Linked DNA regions of Triticum aestivum: region 1 is linked to region 2. The links are chromatin contacts, called in public Hi-C maps. All regions are on one chromosome and are shown on one strand. Each heading gives the region's core, a stretch centred on a gene start, on an enhancer-like site or on the middle of the called end of the contact. The rest is flanking DNA. Distances are from core to core; before and after follow the strand shown.

Region 1 (6,144 bases), core at 1,699-4,198, 200 kb after region 2:
TGCAAGTGGGAGACTATTGGAAATATGCCCTAGAGGCAATAATAAAATGGTTATTATTATATTTCCTTGTTCATGATAATTGTCTATTGTTCATGCTATAATTGTGTTATCCGAAAATCGTAATACATGTGTGAATACATAGACCACAACACGTCCCTAGTGAGCCTCTAGTTGACTAGCTCGTTGATCAAAAGATAGTCATGGTTTCCTGACTATGGACATTAGATGTCATTGATAACGGGATCACATCGTTAGGAGAATGATGTGATGGACAAGACCCAATCCTAAGCATAGCTCAAAGATCGTGTAGTTCGTTTGCTATAGCTTTTTCGAATGTCAAGTATCATTTCCTTAGACCATGAGATTGTGCAACTCCCGGATACCGTAGGAGTGCTTTGGGTGTGCCAAACGTCACAACGTAACTGGGTGACTATAAAGGTGCACTATGGGTATCTCCGAAAGTGTCTGTTGGGTTGGCACGAATCGAGACTGGGATTTGTCACTTCGTATGACGGAGAGGTATCTCGGGCCCACTCGGTAATGCATCATCATAATGAGCTCAATGTGACCAAGTGGTTGATCACGGGATCATGCATTACGGTACGAGTAAAGTGACTTGCCGATAACGAGATTGAACAAGGTATTGGGATACCGACGATCGAGTCTCGGGCGAGTAACGTACCGATTGACAAAGGGAATTGTATACGGGATTGATTGAATCCTCGACATCGTGGTTCATCCGATGAGATCATCGAGGAGCATGTGGGAGCCAACATGGGTATCCAGATCCCGCTGTTGGTTATTGACCGGAGAGTCGTCTCGGTCATGTATGCGTGTCTCCCGAACCCGTAGGGTCTACACACTTAAGATTCGGTGACGCTAGGGTTGTTGAGATATTAGTATGCGGTAACCCGAAAGTTGTTCGGAGTCCCGGATGAGATCCCGGACGTCACGAGGAGTTCCGGAATGGTCCGGAGGTGAAGAATTATATATAGGAAGTCCAGTTTCGGCCATCGGGAAAGTTTCGGGGGTCACAGGTATTGTACCGGGACCACCGGAAGGGTCCCGGGGGTCCACCGGGTGGGGCCACCTATCCCAGAGGGCCCCATGGGCTGAAGTGGGGAAGGGAACCAGCCCCTGGTGGGTTGGTGCGCCCCCCTTGGGCCTCCCCCTGCGCCTAGGGTTGGAAACCCTAGGGGTGGGGGGCGCCCCACTTGGCTTGGGGGGCAAGCCACCCCCCTTGGCCGCCGCCCCCCTTGGAGATTAGATCTCCTAGGGCCGGCGCCCCCCTAGGGGTCCTATATATAGTGGGGGGGAGGGAGGGCAGCCGCACCCTAGCCCCTGGCGCCTCCCTCTCCCTCCCGTGACACCTCTCCCTCTCGCTGAGCTTGGCGAAGCCCTGCCGAGATCACCGTTGCTTCCACCACCACGCCGTCGTGTTGCTGGATCTCCATCAACCTCTCCTTCCCCCTTGCTGGATCAAGAAGGAGGAGACGTCTTCCCAACCGTACGTGTGTTGAACGCGGAGGTGCCGTCCATTCGGCGCTAGGTCATCGGTGATTTCGATCACGACGAGTACGACTCCATCAACCCCGTTCTCTTGAACGCTTCCGCGCGCGATCTACAAGGTTATGTAGATGCACTTCCCTCTCCCTCGTTGCTAGATGACTCCATAGATTGATCTTGGTGATGCGTAGAAAATTTTAAAATTCTGCTACGTTCCCCAACATACCTAACTCTGGCGGGTTAGGACAAATGCATTAAATTTGCCGTGAGGTGTCACGCTGGTGATGCTTGTCAGCAATGACCGTCTCCCCTTCTGTGCCATTCGCCCAACTACCTCTTATAATCTTGACACGCCTCTGGGACGGGTGTCATTAAAGTTGTATCTTCGGTGGTGAGCTGACATGTGCCCAGACATAGCTCACCAAACAGCCCTCCCGCTCGACACCTATTTGACAGGCGACTGGTGTGCCGCTGAGGTGGAGCGATGGAACTGTAGTGGGAGCTTACCGGCCACGGAGCTTGCCGGGTCTTCGCTTGTCGTTAAGTAGCTTGCCGGCAACCAAAGTATTGATCTTCAATACTAACTTAGTACTTCCTGACGGCCTGCCTAGAGGTCTTCTTCATGGTTTTAATAACCAAGTCTTATGCCTTGTGTGGAGATGCCCTCTGGCAAAGCCCTGTCGTTGGGAAGGCTACAACTACATGTGCACGAGTTAGGGTACTAAGGCACTCATGTCTTAGTACACCAACAACCTTGTATGGATCTTCACAGTGATCCTGGGAACTTAATTTGTAGGGTAATTTTTTTGTTTTGTTTTCTATTATGTTTATCAACAACAACTTCACATTAAAGTCATCGGACGGGAGGAAGAGGGGAGGGGAGGTGATCCAACGAACTCAACTATATCGGGTTGGGTGAGTGTGTAGTACGTTTGCTCCGATCTCATGCCATCTCAATGTATTTTTCTTCCTAAATGAATTTGACACCTCCTTGACCATTAGAACTGACAATCTAAAGTTAATGTTATTCAACCAAATTAATTTACTCGGGTCATAACCCATGTCTTGAGCTCACACCACGATCCTCAAATGTCAACCAACAAACTTTAATTCATACGAAGTAATGTTTTCTTTTGTTGCAACACACGTACATTTATGCTAATATAAACAAAGAAGAGATGCGCCCTTGCTCAATCCGACCTGGGGAAATATCATGTGCTACCAACGTTTAGGTGATACCGTGATACGGGCTCTTGGTAACGTTGGATATCAGATCAAACGGCTCCTATGAGCTATTAAACATTTTACAAAAAAAATCATCGAAGAATCTTGAAATTGCGTGCAGGTACAACAACTCCTTATATGCCGTCGGATCTGAGATCCAACGGTTCAGACGTCCGTATCATGGTAGCATATGAAGACCGGTATCCAGCCATCCAGTTCCGATCAGACGGTAGACACGCGGCCGCAGCAGCAGCCCGCGGGCGGAGAGTTCCTCCCACAGGCCAGAGCCAGAGGAGGGGAGGCCTTCCTTCCCCTTCCCCCATCTTCTCCTTTACCTTATCGGCGTCATCGCCATCACCCGTCATAACTCGCGGCCGCACGCGTCGTACCAAAAGGAGGGAGGAAAAAGGGATCTCCACTCCACTCCGCCTCCCCCTCCGCCCCGCACGGTTCCAATCTGGTTCTCGGCCCAGCAATCGAGGATGGGGAAGAACCAGGCGTACAAGGCGATGCAGCGGGCGCGGCTGGGCTCGTCCTCCGGCGCCCCCGGCGAAGGGGAGGAAGACGGCATGGTCGGTCCCCTTCCTCACCCCCCTTACCACAGATCCTTAATCCCCCCTAGTTCCAAGCTCGCAGCAATCCATATCTGATTGCTCCGCCCGCAAACCCTATCTAGATCTGCCGGGACGTCCATGGCGAATCTTGCTGCTTGTAGATGCTTTCTTTTCCTTTTGATGATGAGGGGACTTTTACTAACGAGGGCCGTCACAGACGGACGGTTCATTTCATTCTCCAGAGTGGCACGCGGCGCGCTTGGCCAGCCTCAACAAGACCCACACCCTCACGTGGGAGGAGTTCAAGAAGAAGCAGAAGGTATGCGCGGCCTCGGCTTGCTCTCTGCTGGCTTTTGTTGGTGGATTTAGTTTCTTCGCTCTGTAATTTTGGCCATGATTTTATCCATGCTGCTGCTTAAGCTCTGCGATGTGCTATTTGTGCTCCTATTTTATGTTAAATGTATGATGGAAGCTGAATTTCAGGCATACTGCCTTGTATGTGATGCCCAAGTTTGTTTTGGCCTGGTGTGGAATGGCGATTGACTTTATAGTGCATATAGCAACGAATTAAGCTACGTTGTAGCATAGGAGGGAAATTAGCAGCCTGAACTTTGGCAGTGGAAGCTTGGTCCTGTGCCACCCAGGGTCTAGTCGTCCTTCCTCTGGTTTGCTGACCTTTGAGTTTCTCTAGCATCGGTTTGCCATCAGACATTAGACTCGTGCTACCGTAAAAGGTAGTACAACCATTTGTCAGTGGCACACCCATTATTGCAGCCATCCACGATAGTTTACCTAGCTTCAGAAGTCTAATGATGCCATTTACTTGGTTTTCACTTGTTCTCTTTGATAAATAGCAACTTAGACGGAGTATGTATATGCTGATTCCAAACAGATCAACCTAGGTCCGCATTAGGCGGGGTGGGGTTTACTTGGCAAAGCTTTATTGTTTTCTGCATTGACTCCACATGGTTATTGGCTTACTAGTTAGCACTATAGATCAGGCTCAGCCTTTTTGTACTTATAAGGTCACTGTGTGGCTATAATAGTTATCTATTATCAGTACCTTCATAGTAATTAATGATGCTCTTGTCCCCTATAGGACGAGGAGCTAAAGAGAGGTGAGGTGGAGGCTGACAAAGATAAAATGATGAGAGAGTATAGAGCTCAACTGGATGCTGAAAGGGCCCAAAAGCTTGGTCGTGGAAGAGACGTTGTAAAGTCAAAATCATCATCTTCCAAGAAAGGTAAATCAACTTAATGACGTGCTGAACGATGTTTGTTACATTTAGGTCCCAGTAGGTGAACTCTTTCTTAAATCTATCCCATGTGTTGAGTTTCTGACAAAGAATTATGGATACAGAAAAGAAGGAAAAGGACGCAAAGAAACGGATTAAAAAGAGGAGGAAGGTATTACTCTCAAATACAAATGTAATAATTGGCCACATCATGATGAATGGAAAACACCAAAAAGTATCCGCTATATAAATGATTCTAGATATAAGCATTTTTTTTACCTTCTCCTGTTGGGATGAATTTGGGAAACAAAAATGGTCCTACTTGCTCACTTCTGCATTCTTACAGCACAGAAGTTCGTCAGAAAGTTCCAGCTCATCAGAATCATCAAGTAGTGATGATGAGGACAGGGGTTCAAGAAAATCCCGATCCCGATCAAGATCAAAGCGAAGTAAGAAAGATAAGAAGCACAGGTCCCGATCCAAGCATGCGGGAAGTGACAGCGAGGAGGAAGGCCCTGTTCGCCTCTCGAAATTCTTTGGGAATGCAAAGAATTAGATGCTATATCGATACGCCCAATACCAATTTGCTTGCACCTGAGGTCATATCATTTTGAATCGTCAATTGGTGGGTGTTGATTGTATTCTATTGAGACGACTCTCAGAAGGTTGTGGGAACCAGTTTCCATGTTGTTTCTCAACAGAATGTTCGGTAACTGGAGGTTTAGGTGTTGAACCATTATATGGTATCCTGCAACTTGTAAGAAATATCAAATCATTGTTACATTGTTGTACTTGATGGATAGTGACAGTATTTATATTCGATTTGAACTGCTTTAATTCTTTTCAGAACTTGATATTTATATTATTTATCTTTGGTTGATCTTTAGATCTCTTTTATGAGAATTGGCTTCTCTGTTGGTGTATTTGCTGTGAGCTATGAAAAATACAGTCCCCTCCGTCTCTATGTTTGATTAAATTCACACAAAAAAAATATTAACACGTAGTACTATATATATACACATGTTCTACCTCTGTAACTAAATATAAGATGTTTTTGCAGTTTCTCTTCAGTAACTAAATATAAGATTTTTTTCCCTCAAATTTTTTTTAAGACTTTTGCAGTTCATTTGAACGATAGTACAATACAAAATAAGTAAAATATGAAAAAAAATATCATAATGAATCTGATGATACTGATTTGGTATTTGTGGATAAACTTGGTCAAATTCAGTGTAGTATGACATTAATTTTTATAAAAAAGTAGAGGTATTACCTTGCTAACAATTGGCAGAGAAGAAAAAAAGTGTAGCATCCTTGCAAATGAACAAAATTTATCTTTCCCGGTGATTTTTTTTCTTTTCTTTTTTGACATCTCCCGATGGCACACTGGCACTGGCTAATTTTTTTAAAATAATACATTTTTTATATTAAATTTCAGAAATATTACGCTGTAATTATATTTTTTAAAAATATTAACCAATCGGCCTACTGCTGATCGATTGGACCCAGTCGGCCTGCTGCTGGCCGATTGGCCCCCAATGGCCCACTGCGGGCTGATTGGATCCAGTCGGTCCACTGTTGGCCGATTGGCCTCAGTCGGCCCACTGCTGGCCGATTGACACCCA
Region 2 (6,600 bases), core at 360-2,859:
GCACTTTCTACTCCTTATCCCATGGATGAATCTTCCAGCTATTAATGTGGGTGCACCGATGAATCTTAACAAACGTAGAAACATATGCTCTAGTAATGGAGCTGGCAAGGCAACATATCCTATTTGGAAAATTAATGGAAATACTATAATTTCTAGTTAAAATAATAAGATGTGCATACTAAAAGTACATTTCCTTGGACAACATTAGACAAACAAGAATGGCTCGAGCCGCATTGGGTCCATATACGACAATTGGTTCATAACTAGAAAAATGTTGGCTAGAAAGCGACATTTTAGAGTTGGTTGAGTATAAGTAAAACGTTTATGTCATATATTGCATTCTGAAACAACCAAGCTAGCCTGGCGATTAATTTCAAGAGCAACTAGTGTCTGGAAACTAATCGTGATACTTGTTCTCAAGGGGGGAAATATTTAGTGTTATGTTGGGGTTTCTTGTTGATGATTGAATTTTTGAAACATACGCAATGGAAAATGAGCGAAAGGAACTTATTTGTACACACGTACTCTCACTGCCTCTATGCCGACATAGAAGAAGATGCCGCCATGATGGAAAATGAGCCAAATCAACTTCTTTCTACACTAGCACATCGCCACCGCCATGGCACTGCAGCTTGGATAACAAACCCTGAAAACATAGGGAAAAAAAAGCATAATACAAAGGAACTAGCCCCTTGCATCGCTGCGTCAGAGTAGCGAACTAAGGACGCCAGCGGGAAGGGGGGAGCCGGGGAGGGGTTGATGTGGCATCACCTCTGCAAACCATTCAATCTCAATTCACCTTTTTTTCGAAAAGGAGATTATCCCGGCCACTGCATTACAGGATGCACACAATCATAATACTCAGTTTACATGGTTTTGGTTATTATTGTGTTGTATGTACTTACTGAGCCGAGAGCACTGGCTACAAAAGAGAGTAGGGTGTTTTGGTGACCGAGCTCCATAGAGCCCTTTATTTTTGAAAAATTCAAAATTCAAACTTTTTGACTTCAAAAAATTCTGAAAATAAATATGCAACTATACACGGATGAAATGTATGTGTGTGTAAAAATTCAAGATGAAATACTTCGAAATGCGACCTATAGAAAAAAGACAAATTTCTGGTCTTTGAGGATGAATAGTAACATGTGTTAAAAAGCCTCAGATTTGTCTTTTTTGCACAGCCTTCATTTCAACGTATTTCGTCCTAAAAATTTACGCACATGTGTGTTATGCCTCCATGTATATCTGTAATTTTTTTCAAATTTTCTTGAATTGTAAAAATATGAATTTTCATGAATTTTGTGTTTTTCAAAAACCGGCCTTCATGGAGGCCGAGCTCCAAGAGGCATTTTTGCATAAAAACCACTAAAAAACCGCTAATATTGGAACTAGTAGAAAGGCGCGCATCATTTTGTTGGTGGCCGTAGCAGTGCAGCACAAGCGGTAAATCAGCACGGCAAAAAGTTAACACATGAAGAGCCGACCCCAACAACCCTTCGTTCCCCTCCCACTCCCACTCTCTCCCAGTCCCCACACGGTGCGGGTGCGACGGTGGCACGCCTCCCCCAGCTCCTCCAAGTCAACCGCCCCCCTCCCCTCCCCTTCAAAACTCCCCACCCGGCCACCGCACCACACCCAGCTTCTTCCGGCCTCCGCACCTCACCGCCAGTAACCCACAGCACTCCCCAGCTGGGTGTCCGGCTCCGGCCGTTCATGCGCTGATCGACCGCCCGAAACCGCGCGCGCGCGAGCCAACTCCGACCAAGAAAGCCCCAGCGGCCGGCGGCCGTCCAGGAGGGGGGGAGCCACCATGCACTCCCAGAACCACTGGGGCGGGGCGTTCGACATCGACGGCGCGGAGGACGACCAGAGCCGCAACATGGACATCGACCGCGGCGCGCTGCAGCACCAGCACCAGCTGGACGAGACGCAGCAGAGCTGGCTGCTCGGCCCGCCGGAGGCCAAGAAGAAGGACCGCTACGTCGACCTCGGCTGCGTCGTCGTCAAGCGCAAGCTCCTCTGGTGGATGCTCTGGGCCGTCCTCGGCGCCTTCGTCCTCATCGGCCTCCCCATCATCATCGCCAAGAACATCCCCAAGAAGAAGCCCCACGCCCCGCCCCCCGACAAGTACACCGACGCCCTCCACAAGGCCCTCCTCTTCTTCAACGCCCAGAAATGTGAGCTCCCCTCCTCCTTCTTCACTCCTCCACCTCCTCTGCTTCTGCTCTGCTTATGGATGATCAATTCTCTGATTCCTAGTGCTCTGCGGATCCGCCTTTGATCGAGTCCCAAGTCTGTCTGAACTCAAGAATTCGCGTAGAAATCGCTGCGTAACAGTAGAACATTAAATCTTGTACGTAGTTTTGATCTGTGATCTTAAGTGCGCAATTACACCTTGATCTTGAATCTTGATCTTGATGGCAAGCAAAAAGGGAGAAAGAAAGGGAGACCACCACGTAGTCTGTGATCGGGAGCTGGGTACAGCTGCGTACGACGGCAACCCCCACGCTTGGAATGTTATGCCGTCCTGCTCACGGTCTGTCCCTGCCCCCTCGCAGAAAGTGACAAGCTGATATTCAGAGAAATCTCTGGAAATTTCAAAGTACGAATCTCGGCACGTTCACGCACATGTAGGCCAGCCAGTTGATCCATTCTTTAGCTTAGCCCCGCACATGGATGTCGCGGTAGATCTTGCCTATGCTCTGCTTCTGGATCTCGCCAGATGCAAAGCATCCGCATTTCTAGATCCTGATCTGCCTTGCAAGTTGAATTGTCAGCTTCTTACTAGGAGTGCTTTACAAGCTTAATCTTGTCTACTGTAATCAGAAATTCAGAATTCGGTAGTACCGTTCATGGATCTAACGAACATTTTGCTGTTTGTGGTGATATGACAGCCGGCAAGCTTCCTAAGAACAACGGCATCCCGTGGCGCGGGAACTCGGGGATGAAGGACGGCGCGGACCTGCCGGACGTGAAGGGCGGCCTGGTGGGCGGGTACTACGACGCCGGCGACAACATCAAGTTCCACTTCCCGATGGCCTTCTCCATGACGCTGCTGAGCTGGTCGGTGGTGGAGTACGCCGACAGGTACAAGGCGATCGGGGAGTACGACCACGTGAGGGAGCTCATCAAGTGGGGAACCGACTACCTGCTGCTCACCTTCAACTCCTCCGCCTCCACCATCAACAAGCTCTACAGTCAGGTGAGCTCTCCCCATCACTCCGTCCGTCCATCTCGACCGTTCGTTGAAAATCGCACGGTGAAAACATCAAGCAAGCATTTAAAGAGCGAGACTTTTTTGGAAATCATATTTGAAAGTAAGTTCAGTTGAGAACATTAACTAGAAAAGGCATATACGGAGGAGAGCTTTGCTTAAAGTGGTGCTTTTCATCTGTTGAATGTAGAAAGCATAAAGATAGAGAAAGGGGGTGTGCAATAATGCGACTGGCGTGGCCGATTCAGTGTGCACCGCCCAACAGCTAGCCTTGTTTTCCAGCAAGAAATGTTGATGGGCACGCACGCGGCACAGCCAACAACCTTTGACTCTTATCACTTGAGATCAGTAGGCTATCTAGGGTTCGACCCCCAATTATCTACTCCCTCCGTTCCGATTTACTCGTCGTAATTTTAGTTCAAAGGGAGTACATGCTAACATGTGCTTAGCGGGGCATGTCATGTTACCCCAACTCTCCAAGCCAATTTAACTATCCTCACTGCAGCTCATTCAGAGTACCAAGTAGTAGAGTAGCTGTTCATTTTGGTGTTCACGATCCGATCCGAAGATGCTCTCCAACTTGTGCTCACATTTTTGTCACACCCGATCGGTTCACCATCACAAAGCAAAATACAAAGGAAAATTTTGACACGTTCGTGCTTGTGCCTGCAGGTGGGTACTGCCAAGATCAACGGCAGCACGCCGGACGACCACTACTGCTGGAACCGGCCGGAGGACATGGCGTACCCGCGGCCGGTGCAGCAGGCGAGCGCGGCGCCGGACCTGGGCGGCGAGGTGGCGGCGGCGCTGGCCTCCGCCTCCATCGTGTTCCGCGACAACCCGGCCTACTCCAAGAAGCTGGTGAGGGGCGCGGCGACGGTGTACAAGTTCGCGCGCGCCAACGGGAAGCGCACCCCCTACTCGCGGGGCAACCCGGCCATCGAGTACTACTACAACTCCACCAGCTACTGGGACGAGTTCATGTGGAGCGCCTCCTGGATGTACTACGCCACCGGCAACAACAGCTACATCAGCTTCGCCACCGACCCGCGTCTCCCCAAGAACGCCAAGGCCTTCTTCAACATCCTCGACTTCTCCGTCTTCAGCTGGGACAACAAGCTCCCCGGCGCCACGCTGCTGCTCTCGCGCCTCCGCATGTTCCTCAACCCCGGCTACCCCTACGAGGAGTCGCTCATGGGATACCACAACGTCACCAGCATGAACATGTGCATGTATTTTCCCAAGTTCAATGCGTTTAACTTCACCAAGGGCGGCCTCGCGCAGTTCAACCACGGCCAGGGCCAGGCGCTGCAGTACGCCGTCGCCAACTCCTTCCTCGCCGCGCTCTACGCCGACTACATGGAGTCCGTCAACGTCCCCGGCTGGTACTGCGGCCCCAACTTCATGACCGTCGACGACCTCCGCTCCTTCGCCAAATCCCAGGTATTTCTTCTTCTTTTAACCGATCTTATCGTCGTTGGTAAATTATGCAATGCGTGGCTTAACTGTGTGTCATGGTGGTCGAGCAGCTGAACTACATTCTTGGGGACAACCCGATGAAGATGAGCTACGTGGTGGGGTACGGCAAGAAGTACCCGAAGCGGCTGCACCACCGCGGGGCGTCCACGCCCAAGAACGGGATCAAGTACTCGTGCACCGGCGGCAACAAGTGGCGCGACTCCAAGAAGGCCGACCCTCACGTGCTCGTCGGCGCCATGGTCGGCGGCCCGGACAAGAACGACAAGTTCAAGGACGCGAGGATCAGCTACGCGCAGAACGAGCCCACGCTGGTCGGCAACGCCGGGCTCGTCGCCGCGCTCGTCGCCATCACCAACAGCGGCCGCGGCACGGGCGTCGGCGCCGTCGACAAGAACACCATGTTCTCCGCCGTGCCGCCCATGTTCCCCGCCGCCCCGCCGCCGCCGGCCACGTGGAAGCCGTGAGGAGAGCTCTGCCCGGCCGGCCGGTTTTTACGCCGGCGTTGAGCAGATCGATCAGGTTCGGTTGGTAGTGCAATTTTCTGGCCATCATGTAAAATTCTTTTGTATTATACGTACACACGTTAACCGTGGCGCGCGATACGACGGTGGCATGCCTCACGCATGGCCTGTACTACTGTAGATGTTTCTTGTGCACAATTTGGGTATGGACAATTAATGGATACTTGTTGATTCCCAGAGAAGAACTAATGGAGTAAGTGTTCACAGTATCATGCCATCTCCAATGCTCGATCGCTCTCTAGCCGCTTTGCAATGAACAAAATAAATATCTGAAGAATCTAGCACTATCGGTTCGCGGGAATTAGTGACAGGGAATGGGAGAGGTATAAGTCGTATAAGACTTGATGAAAGAAAACTACAATATAAGGAGTATAATACAAGGCATATAATTCACTGTTTGGTTGAATAGCGAGAGAAGGGGAAAGGGAATTAAGAGCATCTTTAGCCGACCCCTTCTAATTTAACTCCTTATATGCCTCCTCAAGCTTGACTCCTCAAAAGAGGAACATCACGCATGCTCACTCACTCACTTCACTTCACACCATGTCATGCCGCGTCACGTGCGCGTTGCGACATGACTCATGAATTGAGTTCGTGTTCAGGCTAATGTTATATGCCTTGTTGAAAGAACTAAAATTTTGCACGATAATCTACTACCCAGTTTTGGGTGTATGGGTGTACGCAACACTCGAGCTCATTATTGACACATTTTGTACTTTGAGAGAGTTTTTCCCACCACATGTCAGTTGGATCTCTTCACACTCCCACATGTCCTCTCCATATAAAAGAAATACAGAGGAGGGAGAGTACACCTAACAGATAGCAGTAGATAGAACATACACTCTCGCAGAGTTCCTTGTGGTGAGTTGCTTTTTTGGCGATCCCATCCTGACGACCGCGTGCACGACCGTACGGGAGAGAAGACCTCTGAATCCGTGTGTCCCATGAGAATATGCACCGAGATGAGGGGCGATAAGGTTTTTGGGAAACGGCACGACGTGACTTCTCGCTCAAGTTCGACTACGTCATCGAGCCCTATCTGCGTGCTTCCACTACTTTCTCTACGACAGCCGATGACTTGGTCTTCACCACCATGGTTGGCGATGCTATTGCACCGGAGTTTCTAGTGAACTCGTATGTTCTGAACCTCTCTCCGTTAACATGTGCCTTTGGTTAATATCTGTACATGCTAGATGTCCCTAGTATGTGGTATGCGACTTGCCATGTTAGTATTCCACTGATGATGTTAATCTGGATTAAAATTAATAAAAAATTGCCTAATATCCTAATAATTCAAAAATCTTATATGTTTAGGCAATTTTCGTTGACACTCTGCTGCTGCTTTGTAACCGAGCCTACTTATGGGTGCTTGCTGATAACCCACAA

What was found. A called contact is a pair of places that touch in the nucleus more often than the background predicts.
Region 1: a Hi-C map of leaf shows a contact between it and region 2, with 5 times the contacts expected there. The contact joins the promoter of LOC123189655 here to the promoter of LOC123189651 in region 2. A contact is called at or near these places in 2 of 5 Hi-C or Micro-C datasets (both in leaf).

The regions. Positions count from the first base shown.
Region 1 is chr2A:597,391,233-597,397,376 of IWGSC CS RefSeq v2.1, forward strand. It overlaps LOC123189655 (corepressor interacting with RBPJ 1), which reads left to right and starts at 2,949. Exons shown (of 5, transcript XM_044602117.1): 1 at 2,949-3,302; 2 at 3,502-3,603; 3 at 4,384-4,528; 4 at 4,645-4,691; 5 at 4,866-5,356. The coding sequence starts at 3,213. The coding sequence ends at 5,075.
Region 2 is chr2A:597,188,323-597,194,922 of IWGSC CS RefSeq v2.1, forward strand. LOC123189651 (endoglucanase 12) reads left to right here and starts at 1,610. Exons shown (of 4, transcript XM_044602114.1): 1 at 1,610-2,177; 2 at 2,895-3,202; 3 at 3,887-4,657; 4 at 4,744-5,423. The coding sequence starts at 1,811. The coding sequence ends at 5,157.